Regions from separate parts of the Anser cygnoides genome. Here region 2 is linked to region 1. A link is a contact called in public Hi-C data. All regions are on one chromosome and are shown on one strand. Each heading gives the region's core, a stretch centred on a gene start, on an enhancer-like site or on the middle of the called end of the contact. The rest is flanking DNA. Distances are from core to core; before and after follow the strand shown.

Evidence for each region. A called contact is a pair of places that touch in the nucleus more often than the background predicts.
Region 2: a contact with region 1 is called in a Hi-C map of liver, with 2.3 times the contacts expected there. The contact joins the promoter of EIF4E2 here to the promoter of PDE6D in region 1. A contact is called at or near these places in 2 of 7 Hi-C or Micro-C datasets (granulosa cells and liver).

The regions. Positions count from the first base shown.
Region 1 is chr9:17,035,890-17,040,230 of Taihu_goose_T2T_genome, forward strand. PDE6D (phosphodiesterase 6D) reads right to left here and starts at 2,163. Exons shown (of 5, transcript XM_067002603.1): 1 at 1,996-2,163. The coding sequence starts at 2,045. It overlaps COPS7B (COP9 signalosome subunit 7B), which reads left to right and starts at 1,324. Exons shown (of 7, transcript XM_048076650.2): 1 at 1,324-1,507. The coding sequence starts at 1,328.
Region 2 is chr9:17,336,454-17,341,240 of Taihu_goose_T2T_genome, forward strand. EIF4E2 (eukaryotic translation initiation factor 4E family member 2) reads right to left here and starts at 2,359. Exons shown (of 7, transcript XM_067002072.1): 1 at 2,187-2,359; 2 at 1,579-1,693. The coding sequence starts at 2,206. LOC106044823 (a long non-coding RNA gene) reads right to left here. Exons shown (of 4, transcript XR_007168356.2): 3 at 4,303-4,376; 4 at 2,670-2,803. It overlaps LOC125184397 (a long non-coding RNA gene), which reads left to right and starts at 4,006. Exons shown (of 3, transcript XR_010833471.1): 1 at 4,006-4,787.

The DNA.
Region 1 (4,341 bases), core at 913-3,412:
AGATAAAGCATCTCTTTAAAATGCAATGCTCTAGAATATGCACTCTTCTTAGAAAAGGAAGTGGAACACTTTGCTGATGGCTGCCTTATGGAAAACGTGGCCACATCTGGGTATGAATGGCTTCCTGTGGGGATGGTGCAGTGTCTCAAGGCTTTCTCTCATAAACGAGAAACGTTCGGCCGCTTTTCTGATCAACGAATGGCATATATTGATGATCAATTACTCTAACTTATTAAATTCCATTTATAAAATGTGTAAAGAAACTTTCTTGTTTCACAGACTTCGTGCTGCACAGTGCTTGTGGCAGTGACCTGAGCTATCAAAGTACCCTTGCATGTTTTTGGAGAAGTACAGTCAAGGCTTTTGTAGCCTAAAATGTCTTATCAAAGGTAAAATTGGCATTGGTGTTTTGCTGGGACAAACAAAGGAAGACTAAACTTGTCATTCAGGAGAGCATTTCTGCTAAAGCTCCTTGCCTGTGCTACAGCTGCTTGAGACAACAGAAGTTTACCTTAGGCTTGTACAACCATCTTCCTCTTAAAGGTCAAAGAGTATTTTCTACTTAAGGCAACAAACAAAATGAATTATTTCATCCAAACTTGGACAAAAGCCTTCACCTAAATTGTGCTATCCAGCAAACACAATAGACAAATGCAAGTAAAAAACACTTAAAAGTTTGTTCCCTGGAGTTAACTTTACAAACACTTCTCATTTCTACCAGAAGCTTAGTCTGGGCTTGTCAGAAGCTTATGCTTTTTCTAATTGCCTGCACAAAAGGCTCTTAAATAACGTTTTGACAGCTGAAATATTACATCTTCATAAATAAAGAGAGCTGTCAATATTGCTAGCGCAGAAGCAAAGAAACCAGATGCAGTACTAAAAGCTGGGGGAGGGGACAGTGATTCATAAGTTAAGAAAAGCATCTGCTTATAGTTTGGTAGTAGCTGTCCTGCTAAATCCAGCCTAGAAATTCAGATTGTGCTACAGCTGGCATAGAGATTATGAACGTTTCATTGGCCAGAAATCTGTTCAGGAATAACAGCATCAGATCAAGAGGGTATTCAGTTCACTTCTGTCCTTTCCACTAAAAAAAAAAAAGTTTCCCTGTGCTTAAAGGTCATTCTTGCACCTGTCTTTCAAGCCTAGAAGAATCTGCTGTAGTAGTTCTATGCAGCACATTTCTCCCATCCTCAGGTTGCACGTGGGCCTTTACATTGAGCCTTTCTCTACTTTTACCCGGGCTTGGAAAGGTGCACGCGGGCTCTCATTTCTCTTCTGAGCTCAGCTCTATCTCCTTTGATCGCCCTTAACCCCGCGTTCAGCTAACATGCAAAACAAACCCTTTTGCAAGCCCCGATGCAAAAAGTTTTCAAATAACCTGCAGGGAAAGGCATCTGACGGCACGTCAGCGGCATCGCTACGCGTACAGCCAACCGTGGCCAGGGCAGCATGCGCCGGTACCTCACCGCACGACTGGGAAGGAGCCGCTTCGGGACGAGCAGACCAGGTACGGCCCTTCCGAGGAGAGGGTCCCCGAGGAGAGGACCCCGAGCAGCAGGCCCAGGGGAAGGGCTGGGCTCCTCCTGCAGCCGACCAGCCGCCCCCAGCTGAAGCAGGGACCCCGGTGAGCAGCCCCTCAGCTCCTGCAGGGGCACCCCGGGAGCAGCGGGGGTGGCCTTCGGCCTTTCCGCCTGTGTACCCCCACCCTGGCGGGGACCCCCCTCCCCCCTCCATCCCCCCCAAGTCCCCTCCCGGCTCCCACCCACCAAGCCCGGGCCCTGAGGCCACCCCCACTACCACGGGCAGCTGCTTCCATGGGGAGGGGACCCCGCTGGCACCCCCCGGTGTGTGTGTGGGGGGGGGACCCCATCGGGCACAATCCCCCCCCCGGGAGGGGGGGGCCGTTTCCATGACAACCCCTCCCCCCTTCCCCTCACGCCGCCCCCCCCCCCCCTTCCCCGTTCCCCCCCCCGCCCCCCTCAGCCGGGCGGATACAGCTTGAAGCCCCGCAGGATCTCCTTGGCCCGCTCGTCCGTGGCCGACATGGTCCCGCCGCGGGCGGAGGGGGCTGCGCGGGCCGGGGCCGGGCCGGGCCTGGCCGGGCGGGCAGGAGGCGGCGGCGGCGGCGGTGACAGCGGCGCCTCAGGGCCCCCCGCCCCTCCTCCCCCCTCCCTCCCTCCGCTCCCTCGCACCCGCCACCGCCCGCCGCAACCAACCCCGGCCGCCTCCCTCCGCCCCGCCTCCCGCCCGGCCCAGCCGGCCAATCACTCGCCGCCGCCTCCTTTGCTGACAGGTGGGTTGGCCAATCAGAGCGCGCCCTCGCGTCTTCCCCCCCCCTCTTTCTCTTCCCCCCCTCCCCTCTGTCGTTCAAGGGCGGCTGCGCAGCGGGCGTTGAGGAGCTCGGCGCGGCCGGGCCCGGCGGCGGGGCGGGGACGGGAGGCGACGTGGGACAAACTTGGCCGGGCGCGGGGCGTTAGCGCGGCCCCGGGGCCGGGCTCCTCGTTGGGAAGGAGGCGGCGGGGTGTGAGGGGGCACCGGGCGGCTGGGGCTTGGGTGCCCCAACCTCGCTCCCGAGACGGCGGGGCTGGGCAGCGAGGGGCTCCGTCAGCCCCTGAGGGCACAGGGCGGCAGCCCCACAGGGCACAGTTGGGGTCTTTTTGTGTTTTGGGGTCAAATCCCAGTTTCCATCAGTCTGTGTGGGGAGGTACGGGCTGGGCAGTCGGCGTTGCTCCGGTTTGAGCTCCTGGAAGAACTGACAGAGGAAGCTTGGAGATCTTGGGACAGCTCCCGGCCCGTGGAACGGCGCTACCTGGGACACCGTAACGCAGAGGGTGACAGAAGCCCCGAGTTCTCGCCTCTCAAAATCCTCAGCCTATATTAACGCAAATAGCACGTCAGCTTTCCGATCCACTTGTGAGAAAGCTACGCAGCAAGTCTCGCTATCCCTCTGCATGACTTTGTTCTGAAAACCTCACCTTTGCTTTTCCATCCCAAGCACACGGAGCTGGCAGGTGTCGCAGTTCCCAAGCTGTCATTGCAGATGAGAGGATGCTGCCAGCCTGCCGTCTGCCTCCCCAGAGCACTGGAACGGCCGTCCTCCCAAGGTGCTGATAAAAGAGCTGGTGTTTCTCCAGCATAACTGAGAGATGGGTTTGTAAGCTGGGGCCTTCTCCCACCCCACACTCAACGGAAGGGGTTGTACAGCTGCGCGTCGGCCACCATTCAGATACACATCGCCCCCAGCCTGGCCAAGGCAAGAGATGAGAGTCCAGCTAGCAGCTTGCTCCCCAGATCCTGGGAAAAGTGGAGAGCTTGACAGCTTCTTCAGCAAGTCTTCAGTCTCCCATCACCCCTTCCTCTGCAGATGTGTGCTGGCAGTTGAGGTGCTGGAAACCTGGCAGGAGAGAATAAATGGGTGAAGTATGGTGAAAGCACACGTGGATGGGGAGTGAAAACGCATCCAAGGCTGCGTTAGCATTTATGTATCCCAGCTTACCCCACTTGGTCACATGTAGATGTTCCTGCTCTAACATGGCTGTGGTGCCAGCAGTTGATATTTTGCTTTAAGTTGGTTGGGAAGTAAAATTAGTGGGCATTTTAGGAATCAGATCCTAATCCTGGCAGATAAATCTAGCCTACTGCATGATTTCTTAATATAACGAGTGTTATGTGGGCTATTGGTAAGCTCCTATGTTATCCTAAGGTACCTCTTTTTTGATTTAAACCACCTTTTATTTATGAAAGGTGAGGGAAAGGTTAAGAAACACAAAAGTACCTGCTTTCACTATCAGCCCTCACCTTGGTGACACTGGGTGTGAACTTTCTTGCCGGTGACACATCAAAACTGGGATTTCAGGGGAGAAGAGCCAGCTCCAGAATCGTGCCCTGGGGCGCAGGGAGGTGCACACCGAGGAGGGGCAAAGCTGGCGCCGCCTGCCTGGCAGCAGGGTGCAGACGGGGGCAGGATGAGCAGCTGGAGGTCGGGCGCTCAAAAGCCTGAAGAACCAGATGCCGAGCTCAGTGTGACTGAGCTGTGGGACAGAGGGCTGTCACTGCGCTGTAATCCCAGCCTTCCCCGTCTCTGTCCCTTACAGGTGACTTTACAGGCTCGTGCATTTTTCCTGACTGAGAGAAATGATGTTCTCAAAGTCTCTCTGGGGCTCCGTGACCCCACTGCTTGGAGACATTACTCTGGATTTATGGTTTCTTTTCTCAGGCAACACAAGGAAACAAGGTGAAATTATCTGCTGCCTAAAAGGGACCTAGATTATAGAATCACAAGGGGAAGAGACGGGGCGAGTGAAGAGATAATGCTAACATTAAAAGATAAAATGGATTAAC
Region 2 (4,787 bases), core at 1,109-3,608, 300 kb after region 1:
TGTATGTGGTTCAAGAACTCACCTGTAAGTCACGGCACATCACACTCAGCTCTGTTCCTGACAGCAGAAGCACAGCGTCCACGTGCACACACTCAGCAAGCCAGCGACGATGGCCACATCACGCTCACGAGACACAAGCACAACGGGGATATACTCACTGAGGCAAAGGTGCCAATCTGTTTGATGTTCTGTTCGTAACTCTGCGAGCTGGTAGGCCTCCCAGGTGTTCGTCTGGAGTACCAGAACGTGTAATTATACTGCAAGGGGTGCTCAGCTGGCCCTGGGACAACTGCCTGCAGAACAGAAAACCTTGCTTATCCCTTATAAACTCCTCAAGAGCAGGAATGGAAATAATTATATTCGCAGCATCAGAAGTCCACATGTTCCTGCCCTCACGGATTATAAAACAAACATCTGATCCTTATTTGCACAGGAAAAAATAAATACCATCTCTGTTAGTTGTCTGACATGGACCATTAGGCTAACAGCAGCTGACTATTCCAAAGAATATTAGAAATTTGCAGTGCAGGGGTGGCTAAGGAAATAATAACATGCTCAGGGAAGTGTCACAAAAAAAGCAACCCTCGTGAGAGCTAAAAGGAAAATTTAGTGATGCTGTTTCTAATAGTTAACTGTGATTGTCGCCAAAAAAAAAGACCAACTAAAAATGGCAATACAAGAATTTAACTTTTCTGAATTAAGAAGTCATTCATCTCTGGGAAGAGTAAAACTCATTTATGCTAAGCCATGATTCAAAAGCAATTACAACTCTTTGGTGACAACAACTCCCTTAAGCAACCAACACCCCGCCACTCCGGGAGGATTAGTCTGTCTCAGAACTTGTTATGTCAGCTTTGGCAGAACCCATCACTAGCAGTCAGCCGAGAGGTCTTTTCAATTTCCAAAACATCCATTTCCAATTAAAAAAATCTTCTAATACACATAAAAGAGGCTAACAAGAACTCACTAGCTAAGAGTCAAATCTGACAGGGAAAAAAAGCCTCAAAGCCCTCATCTTGTGTCACTAGAAATTGCTGCAGGAGTGACTAGGGCTTAAGTCTCTATTCTCTTCTGGACTACAGTAAGTTTATAATGATTGTATTACTTCAAACATGACAGTATTAAGTACAAGATTAAGAAAACAACATGTATATCCACCTTCTTAACAAAGCCACACAACACTCACAGAGATCACATCTTGAATTATTTCATCAGTGGCACAAACTCAGCTTGGTAAACCAACTGCAAGCCACCACTCCTCTGTCAACCTGTCCTTCCCACATCCTCTTCCAAAAATTTTTTTTTGGGGGGAAACCAACTTTACTCTCATTTCTATTCAAAAGCTTGGCTGTGCCTAGCTGCAACTGTGAATGGAGCATTCTCCCCTCAGATTACATACCTTCAAAAGCTGCATCGAATTATCCAAATGCTAACGCGGCCCCTCAGCTGTCATTAGCACAGTAACAGCACGTGAAGTGGCCACAGATCTTAAAGACACCTTCTTTATCCCAGAGCTGAGGGCTCTCCAGCACTCCCACCTCACGCCCCACTGAGGGAAGGCAGGTGCCAGCACCTTACCTTCCTCTTGGTAGTACTCTGTGGTTTCTCTCGGTCGTTCTTTTCCTTCTCACTGTCTTTCTGTGTGTTATTCTCCTCGTTCTGGTCATGGTCTCCGCTATCATCATCTTTCAATCTGGCAAGGGGAAAGGAACACAGCAATCAGGCGCCACACCTCGCAGTCCAGAATTTCTACGCCAAAACCCAGCGGCCCGCGCTGCCGAGCTCCCACACGGTCCGAGGTTACAAACCTCCACCTGACAGCCCACGCGGCGAGCACCACACGCGGCATTCCGCACGCCCAGCGCCTGTGGCAGCCACCCCAGGCACACGCGAGGGCCAGAAGGCAGCTCCCTGCCCCCCAGCACCTCACGGGCGCGGCCCCTTCCCCGCTGAGGGCCGGAGAAGCCGAGCGAGAAGCGGGGAGGGCCGCCCCGCCACAACCGGGGGCTGCAGCGGCCGGGCCCGGGCCCGCTCCCCGGGGCCAGGCGGGAGCCCCCCGAGCCGGGCCGGGGCTTTGCGGGCCCGGTGACTCGCGGCCAGGCCCGGAGCGGTCCCGGGCGGCGGAGGGGGGCCGCGGGCAGGGTCCGGTGCCGTCAGGCCCGGGGCAGGCCGCGCCGCCGACTCACGCGTCGAATTTGTTGTTCATCGTCGCTCGCTGCCGCCACCTCCGTCCGCTCCGCCACTTCCGCCCCGCCGGGTCCGCCGCCCAAAGCCTTCCGCCGCTTCCGGCCGCGAGCCCCGAGCCTCCGCCGCCGTCCGCCGCTTCGCTGCCCCCCCCCCCCCCTCCTCGCCCCGGCACCGTGAGCGCGGCGAGCGTCGGAAGCGGAAAAGCGACGCACCCGGCCGCCATCTTGTGTGTGGCGGAGGGTGGCGGGGCGGCCGCCATGTTGGGTGTGGCGCTAGGGCCAGCCCTGTGGGGCGAGGAGGGGGCTCTGCTGCGAGTGTCCAGGAAAGAATTTTATGTGTAGGCTTTATTTTAACTCAAAATGCCCCAACCACGTTACACTGCAGGGTTGGGACAACTGACTCAATGTCATTTTGCCTAGTGCTGAGGCACAAGCAGGGACAGTGACATGTATAAGTACAATCCATGCATTTCTCACCTTGTTCTCCCAGGTACACCACCACATAGAGGAGAGGCCAGCACGAAGTGTTAGTGGTGATGTCTGAGCCTGCCAAAAAGAGATCCATGATCACTTGTGTCATGGTGATCTCTGAACACAGAGCGCGGGTCATCCTTTGCCTGTAGATGTAAGACAGATGATGGGACTTAAGAATCTTTTAATAGCATAGCAAATTTCCAGCAAGAGGGCTTTCTGCATCACAAAGTCCATACTAAGTTGATGAAGTTGGTAAGACAGCAGCCTTGTAGCTCTATTAAAAATAAATAATCTTACTGACTGAGGAAAACAGTGTACAACAAGGCTTGTTTCAATCTAGGGTGGACCAACATTACTGCCTCTGTGGTGACCGCCGAGAAACATCCTCAAGTACTTAGACAAAATATTTTGCTTTTGAGGTTGAATTAAAAGAAATAAACAGGTCAACAGTCTCTCAGAAGAAAAAGGAGGAGGAGGTAGAAGGGCAGCTGGAAATGTCTGAGCTACAAGCATCTTAAATATGTTGCAGCTGCACAGGGGACAAATACTTATTACCCTTAGTTTTCTGAGCTAAGTATGCATCAGTGAGGTCCCATGGCTCTCCAGGCACCCAGCTCTTATGGTGGTTCCTGATCTCTTCCTAAATAAGTGTTTTTAGATCCTGCAAGTGTGTTAGTGCCACCGCTGGTCTCATCTGTTTCCTCCTACACCTTAGGTCAGCACTTGGCTGTAGTTCTCAAAGCCACGACCATGTTAGCTTGTCCCATTTTTTCTGGACAGTCATTGCAGACTTCTTTATTACACCTTTTACTGTAAAGACTTCTTGAGATACCTCGGTAACATGCTCAGCAACTAAGAATTGTGCAGGCTAGGCTAGTACATGAATGGGAAACTCATTAATTTTGTGTGCTGAGTGTATATTTGCGGCCCAGCATTTGGGAAGGACATGGAGCAGTGGTCCTACAGCATTCACCTTGCTGCCAAGAGCAGCTCATCCTGAAAAGAGGCATTAAAAGTAGATGCAGGCATTGTACCAAACTGTTCTCTGAACAGCTCAGTCTGCTAAAAATATTTCAGTGTACACAACAGAAAGTCCCACAGGGACCTCCCATGACATCCCTAAAACAAGTGCATGCCCAGTCAAGGCATTCTTCACTGATTGGAATCCATTTAGCGCAGTCACTGGAGCCTTTCCTGTCCATGGTGTATATACGTTTCTGTAGAGCCCAGCCCCCTAGGACAATGAGTCACATAAAGATGTGTTTACAGAGAGTTTGTGCCTGCCTCCTGCATCTTAGTGGTACTCTTAGACCAGAGCTCAGACCATTTCTATTACGTAGGGCTGTTTTGTGGTCCTTGCCATTGCATGAGAAAGGGACGGGAGACATTTCATCCTGGTCTAAGGAAATAAAAGAGATTGGAATCGTGTTTCACTATTAAAATGTTAGAGAGCTTTCACTGTTATTAATACATAGCATTACTATTTATGACTGTTATTTTTCATGTATCTGCAGTTTATATAGCCAACAAAGCAACTGTGTCATGTTACCCAGAAACATTTCAATGGGATTTTTTCCATTTACGTTGCCCCACCAGAGGTGATTGATAGATACAGCAAAATCATAAACATTGCTTTTATTACCTTTCCATGTTCATTTGTTTTCCAGTCAGACAGTGTTTTCAGAGTACCAGTACTTAGACAAGGAACAGCCTTCACTGTTAAAACAGAAATTATAGTTGTAATTAACACCAGCAGCCATTAGATGGTAATGTTTGCTCACCGTTGATCTGAGCATTGTGCTCGCCAGGTCTCACACGGGGAAGCAGTTGAGGCAAACTTTTCGAATTTTACACTGCCACTGATGCGGGGCATCTCATTCGAGATGTGTTGGGAATCGTGAGTGGCCTGCGAACCACGAGTGGCAGCCATCTGATCCTACCGATGGCTGCTGGAGTTTGGGGTCTCGGTAGTTCCACACATCAAGGGGCTGGCTCCCATAAATCAGAGACCGGTTTTGAACTCTTCAACCCTGGGTAGTTGAGAAAGACTTAATTGCACAGAGGGAGGGAAGAAGAGGTGGTGTTATCTTGCTCAAAGCATTAGGAGTTCAGATAACAACAACGTCA